2 separate regions of the Mus musculus genome follow, and region 1 is linked to region 2. A link is a contact called in public HiChIP or PLAC-seq data. All regions are on one chromosome and are shown on one strand. Each heading gives the region's core, a stretch centred on a gene start, on an enhancer-like site or on the middle of the called end of the contact. The rest is flanking DNA. Distances are from core to core; before and after follow the strand shown. Region 1 has its middle 12 kb from the start of Gm34372. Region 2 overlaps Mvb12b (multivesicular body subunit 12B).

Region 1 (3,364 bases), core at 151-2,650, 780 kb before region 2:
TCCAGGGGTCAAGAGGCCCACCTCACCTTCTCCTTGCTATGTTAGGGTTTTTCCTGGAGGCTGCTGACCAAGAGTCAGAACTCATGGGCCAATCCTCTGGGTCCCTGTTGGCTGACAGTCAAGGTCTGTTAGGATCTGGGCTCCTGGGAACTGGGGAAGTCATAACAAAGATACTGGTTGGGGCTGGCTGAGGCTTCTGCAGCTCTGCCCTGTAGAAGATCTGGCATATATGGCCCTTAGGCCTGGCCGTGCTGCCTGTTCAGACGCTGGGACTCCCAGGAATCTGGCTGGGCACTTAGCAGCTTCCTGTCCTCAGGAGATGTGCCCTGCTAGGCTGGTGCCAAGGCTTTCAGGAGCTACGCTGCACAGGCCATGGAATCTGGACCCGTTTATGGCTCCTGTGGCCCAAGGCCTCCTCTGCTCTTTAAATGCAAGTGGGTGACACTGTTGTCCTGAACCCTATGCTGTCTCCTGGGCCCTGAACAAGGCAACCACCCAATTCTATGCAGCACCCCCAAATTTCTCTTTTCCTTTCTACTCAGTCCTGTGCCTGAACCTTAGGTAAGGTGACAGCCAAGCAAGCAAGAGCCTCGTGCAGCAAATGGCACAGCAACGCTGAGACCTGCTGTGTAGCTGCAAAGCCATGTTGTTAGCCTCCTGTGGGGACCCTCCACTCCCAGGGAAGCTACCAGTCACAGTCGATGTCCCCACGAGGACTGCAGTCTTCCAACTCTTCCCCAGCATGCTAGGGTTCATGCAGAAAAATATCACCCCAAAGGAGGTGGCCATAAAGATTTGTGGTAACCTTGCTTCTAGAACTTTCTTAATTTACAGCTTCCTCCAGCTGTTTTTTTTTTTTTTCTCCCTCTTCCCCAACACACATCAGTTAAGTTCTTAACACAGTCAAGGGCTTGAAGAATGCTAAAAATTTAATGTATGTTAAAAAGGGTATTAAATTCTAAACTAAAATTTGCATGGAAATATGACATTAAAATACTTTTAGCTTTCAGGAAGCTGGGGGCTGTACCACAGACGGATTTTATCTGTTTAAAAAGAATTAGCTTTCCAGTATTTCCCACGGATCCCAGCAGTTGTGTGTAGATGCAAGGCCTGCCTGGGGCTGCTCAGCTGATGTGGTGGAAGAGAGCAGGGCCAGCTGCTGGCTGGGGCTCTTGGAGGCAAAGCTCAGACAGGGTCTGCCCTGCACTGAGGAGGCCCTGCTGGTGGGACGGGGTGGCCAGTGTGTTCTGTGCGTGGTTGGGCTGCACAGTTACCTCTTACCTGTGCCCCAATGCACACGCCAGGCCCGTGCACATCACTGTGTTCATTTCACAGACGGTGGGACGTGGCTATGCTTGTGCAGACAAGGGGTTCAGAGAGCTGAGTCATGGGTGTGGGCTCAGCACAGCACAGGGAGGTAGATGTTAATTTCCTCTGTGGGTTCCTCAGTTGGCTCCCTGGGCTACAGCGGGGGTGGGGGTGGGGAAGGGGGCAAGCTTAGCCTTTTCTTTTCCTCCTTTGCCTGAACTCCACTACAAGTTAGCCTCTCGCATCCTCCACCTTACAGGCAACTGGATCCCTGGCTGTAGGGTCCTGTGTGCTGCGTTGCAGGAGCCATCTCCTGGTAACCTTGAGGAGGCTGGGTGGGGTGCACAAGAGAGCAGAACTGGCCTGGATCCAGGAGAGGCGGCCAGCAGGGGATGTTGGGCGGAAATGACCACTCACGGCCACCGCACCTTAGGGAGGTTACTCATTGGCAGTTAAAAATCTATTGTGACTTGTCAGAAAAATGAATAAATGGGCACATTAACTTCTGATTCCAGACCTCAGCATGTGTTTGTCTCATCAGGAGGTGAGTGAGCGGCAGCCACTGCGATGGGAGCCCTCCTGCCCGTCACACTGAGAGCACTGTTGGCATGGGGGGGGGGTCCACAAGAAACAGCGCTCCCCAGAGGGGCTCTGCAGCTCTCCGAGGAGTGTGGTGGAGACAGATATTCGTGCTTTGGGCCTCCCAGCTGCCCACTCCCTGCCTGCCAGTGGGCTGGGGGCAGATGGGTGGATAGACAGGACGTGTGTTTGGTCACTTGGGAAGAGGGATTCTCTACTGAGGAATTGCTCTCCTCAGTCCAGATTACAGGCAAGCTTGGGGACATCACTGATTGATAATTGTGAAAGGCACCAGGCCACTGAGGGTGGTGCCATTCCTGGGTAGGTGGTCCTGGGTGCCAGTCTGGCCTCTGCATCAGCTCCTGCCTCCAGGTTATCTCACAACGCACTGTGGCCTAGAACTCACAGATGAACATACCCTTTCTTTCCTCAAGCTGCTTTTGGTCAGTGTTTATCACACCAACAGAAGGAAAGCAGGCCAGGACCACGAGTGGCTTTCCTTTCCTCATCTGTAAAGTGTGGGAGGGCTTGGCTTGGGGTGGCCAAGATTTGTGAAATAGAAATGTGAGCCTACAGCCTGTGAAATTCAGACCAGGGTGGGCACTGGTAGACATCACCAAGGCAGGGTGATGAGATGGCTCCCAGGGTAAAGGCACTTTCTGCCAAGCCTCATGACCTGAGTTTGAGCATAGGACTCATGGCTGAAGGAGAACAAACTCCAAATTGTTCTCTGACCTCCACATGTGTGTACCTGCCACCCATAGAACAAAATGTGATAAAAATAGTCTCAAAAATTCCAAAGGTGGTTAATGCCCACCCTGTGGTGTGACTCTTGTGCATGCCATGATTTGTGCGGTACTTGGATGGGTGGTTTAAAAATGTTTTTCCTTGGGACTGGAGAGGTGGCTCAATGGTTAAGAGCACTGACTGCTCTTCTAGAAGTCCTGAGTTCAATTCCCAGCAACCACATGGTGGCTCACAACCATCTGTAGTGGGATCTGATGCCCTCTTCAGAGGGTGTGTCTGAAGACTGCATCACAATGTACTCACATATATAAAATAAATACATCTTAAAAAAATGTTTTCCCTTGATGTGTATGGTGTTGCGTCTACATGGATGTCTGAGCATCACAGGTGTGCCTGATATCCAAAGAGATCAGAAGGGGGCACAAGATCCCCTGAAACTGGAGTCATCGACAATTGTGAGCTACCATATGAGTGCTGAGAACAGAACCTTGGGTCCTCTGGAAGAGTGATCAATCCTCTTAACTATTGAACCATCTCTCCATCTCCCTTTCTGTTTTGAGACAGGGTCTCAATACGTAGCCTTGGCTGGCCTGGAATTCTCTCTGTAGACCAGGCTAACCTTGAACTCCCCAGGGATCCACCCGCTCCTGCCTCCTAAGTGATGGAATTAAAGGTGACTTGGTCCACTCTTAATAGCGAACATATTGAACCCTCACAAGCACCCTAGAAA
Region 2 (3,533 bases), core at 566-3,065:
GTTTTTAAGATCACTAACTTCTCTTCCAGAGGTCGTGAATTAAATTCCCAGCAACCAAATGGTGGCTCACAACCATCTGTAATGGGATCTGATGCCCTCTTCTGGTGTCTGTGAAGACAAATCACTCATATCCATTAAAATAAATAAATAAATCTTAAAAAAAATGATAATAAGTTTTAAAAAGCTGGGTGTGGTGGTTATGCCCATTTAAGCCTAGCATTAGGGAAACAGAGACAGGGACATCCCCGAGGCTCACTGTTCATCCAGCCTGGCCTACTTGGATAGTTCCAGGACAACGAGAGACCCTGTTTCAAAAGTAAAACTGGGGAAGCGCCTGAGGGATGACACCTGAGGTGGTCATCTGTCACCCACGAGAACACCAATTTATTTTAGAGGAATAAAATAAATCAGAACCCTTGTACACATGTCTACTTCTTTAATCATTCCTTCTGCTGAAGCAAAGATCTATTTTCTGCTGAAAGTTTTCAAGTTTTGCTTGATTTTGTTGTTCCTGTTCTGTGGTGGCCACAGTAGTGTCTTTATGCTGTTGATTGCGTAGTCTTTGCCTCCACCCTTAGGGTCCCCAGGTGCTCCAGAACCAAGAGCACCTTTGGTTCTCCTTTGCATGCTCATAAGCTGTGAGGACCTCTCTAGGCCACCAGACCATTTCCCACAGCTCTGTGGAGGCCTGGGGCCCAGCTCTGCCCTGGCCACCTGGGTGTGGTAAAAGCTAGACACTTCTGGCCAGGCCCTTTCTCTCTGGCAGCCTCTCCTCTCCTGAGTCCTAGTCCCTGAGTTCCCTGCCAGGAAGGGCCTCCTCGGGGCCATGATCACTGCTGCACCTCCAGGGTTTCTGCTGGGATTGTGGCTCTGCTTCTTTCTCTTCTGCCCAGCCCGAGAGGCTACTGTAGCTGACACGTAAGCTCTGCATGGGGAAAGCTGCCTCTGGTGGCCTCTGCCATACCAAACACCAATCTTGCCATTGTCCATGTTCCAGTTTTAAAATTCTGCCATTTGGCAAATGTCTGAGTGCGTATTATTACTAAGTCTTTGGGCTAGATGCTTGGGAAAGCATCCACTGGATAAAATAGAACCCTTGAATTGAGGGCCAGAGGTGATGAGTGTGTGCCCTGTGCCAGGTCTCCTGCTAAGTGCTTTATTGACAGTTCATATTCTATGGTTTATTACTGTTCAGTCCATTTTAGAATATACACAGAGCTGCCCAACAATTACCAATATTTAATCATAGATCTTTGTTCCTGGCTCCCCTCCCTCTGACAGCGACCACTTCCTTCCTTTGTATCTCTAAGGATTGTCTCTTCTGGGACATTGTAGGAGAGCAAACCACAGTGTGTGGTTTGTGACTGTCTTGTTTTTCCTAGCATAGTGCTTCTATGGCGTGTTATATTGGGGCTTCATTGCCTTCTCGTGGTCCAGTGATACTCCACTGTAACTCCGCGATGTCCGTTTGACAGTGGACATTTGTGTTGTTTCCACTGTTCAGCGACTTACCTCATGAGCATGTTGTGTGTGCATGTGTTCAGTTCTCTTGAGAATATACTCAGAGGAGGAACTGCTGAGTCCTGTGGTGATACCATGAGGAACTACCCTGCCATTTCCAGTGATCATACCAGGTTTCAGGGCCAGCAGGGCCCATGCCCTTGCAATGTTGCCTATCTGTCTGTTTCAGTATTGTAACAGGTCTGACAGGGAATCTCGTAGTAGATAAGTGATCTTCTGTGTTTTATTTGGTCCTAACCAATAATCCCATGGGGCCTACTCATTCATATTTCCGCGTTTTGATGGGGTGGAATGAGTCAGTATGACTCTGGGAAATGTCTGTGAGCAGCAGAGTCAGGACCTGAGCTCAGCTACAACTCACTCCAGAAATCCTGGTTCTGCCTGCTGAGTTCACAGGGTCTGTGTGATGGGGGTCCTTCCGCCGCAGCCCAGACAACAAGATCATTCTGTCATGGAGCTGTTAGGGGCTGGCAGGAGCCAGGGTAGAGAAGACATGTCTGAGGAGAGAACAAGGGGAGCAGGCAGCCAGGGCACAAAGGATGGGAGGGCTGAGGGTCCTGGGCCTTGTGGGAGAGAAACCCACCCTGAGGCTGGCAGAAACTCCAGTCTTCAGGACAGAGCCAGGCATTCATTTCTGAGAGATGTTAGACATTTCAGCAGAAGGCCTGTGGCTGACCTAAGTTCTCCATGCAGAAATCAAAGTTATGAATGGACACAAAAGCAGCCGGGAGTCCATGATGCAAGCCAGGGGCACAGCCTGCCCTTGATCTCACCTGGGCCTCGCCTCAGCTCCCAGCCTTCAGGCCGGCTCAGCCTTGTCTGACAGAGGATGTGAGGCTTCTGCAGGCCTGCCTGAGCCAAGCTGCCATTGTGCAGCCTTTGAACTTCAGAGCATCAGCCAGAAGTTGCCCCTGGAATGTCTGCAGAATTTCCTGCCCCCCTCCACCTCCAACTGCCCTGTCTGCCAAACTCACCTTTGAGTTGTGGGTGGGCCTTCCTGAAACCGCAGGTGTGAGCAGGTCCCCTGGAGACTGCTCTTCCTCCTCAGCTGGCCCTCTGCATCCTACATGTTTAGCTGGGCCCCAGTTCATTCACAGGATTTTCTCAAGTTGCAGTCTAGCAGATTTTCAATTTCTCACCTCATCAAGTAAAGCTTACAATTGTTGTTTTTCCATAAAAGCTGTAAGTGTTCATTGACCAAAAAAAAAAAAAAGTGACATACACTAGCAAAGCAAAGGAACGGTTTAAAATGCTCTGTCGTTATATATTTATTTGCATGAATTTGTGTGTGTGTGTGTTTGCATGTTTCTGTGTGTGAGTGCTGTGTGGATGAGTGTGTATACATATGTGCTCTGCTGCCCTCTTTGATCGCTCTCCCCCTTATGTATTGAAGCAGGGTTTCTCACAGAATCTGGGGCTCACAATTTTGGCCTGTGCCTAGTCAGCTTGCTGTGGGATTCCCCCAGCTCACCTCCCATGCACTGAGCTGGAGCAACAGGCTGGGTTCCACATCTCTGTGGCTTTTACCTGGCTTCTGATGATCCAGACTCCTGTTCTCACGCTTGCCCTGCTGAGTGAGCCACTGCAGGTGGCCACCAGCCAGCCTTGTGTATCTCTGTATATCCTCAGCCTCCACTGTTAAAGCCAAACAGTGCTTTGCATTTTAGTTTCTAGCTCCTCTTCTGTCCACAGCTGTTAAAACACAAAACTGGACCCCGTGAGCAGTCTCTGTCCTGTAAGAAATTTCTTCCTCTTGTTTGTCTTTATGAACAGAGAGCCCTAGTGAAAACACAGACTGGTCCCCACACCTGGCTCCTCCATCTTCTCCAGGAGGGACTCCCTTCCTCCATTCTTCCCTGCCTGCCTGCCTGCCTGCTGCTGCCTGCCTGCCTGCCTGCCTGCCTGCTGCTGCCTGCCTGCTGCCTGCCTGCCTGCCTGCCTCCCTCCCTCCCTCCCTGCCTGCCTGCCTGCCTGCCTGCCTGCCTGCCTGCCTGCCTGCTGCCTGCCTGCCT

What was found. HiChIP or PLAC-seq counts read pairs in DNA pulled down with a chosen protein or histone mark.
Region 1: a contact with region 2 is called in an H3K27ac HiChIP or PLAC-seq map of acute myeloid leukemia, with 6 times the contacts expected there. The contact joins two enhancer-like sites. A contact is called at or near these places in 1 of 484 Hi-C or Micro-C datasets (cranial neural crest), 7 of 115 datasets of contacts at active chromatin or transcription factors (acute myeloid leukemia, craniofacial prominence, differentiating embryonic stem cells and 4 more) and 1 of 9 other capture datasets (liver).

The regions. Positions count from the first base shown.
Region 1 is chr2:34,625,842-34,629,205 of GRCm38.p6, reverse strand. No RefSeq gene overlaps it. Among named protein-coding and RNA genes, the nearest start is that of Gm34372, 12 kb to the left of the region's middle. Within about 2 kb of position 1,400, at least 54 of the 459 cell types and tissues checked have an H3K27ac peak or open chromatin away from gene starts, as enhancers often do. A contact at or near this core is called in acute myeloid leukemia, where this site is marked.
Region 2 is chr2:33,845,668-33,849,200 of GRCm38.p6, reverse strand. The region is part of intron 2 of Mvb12b (multivesicular body subunit 12B); the gene reads left to right. Among named protein-coding and RNA genes, the nearest start is that of Mvb12b, 41 kb to the left of the region's middle. Within about 2 kb of position 1,815, at least 76 of the 459 cell types and tissues checked have an H3K27ac peak or open chromatin away from gene starts, as enhancers often do. A contact at or near this core is called in acute myeloid leukemia, where this site is marked.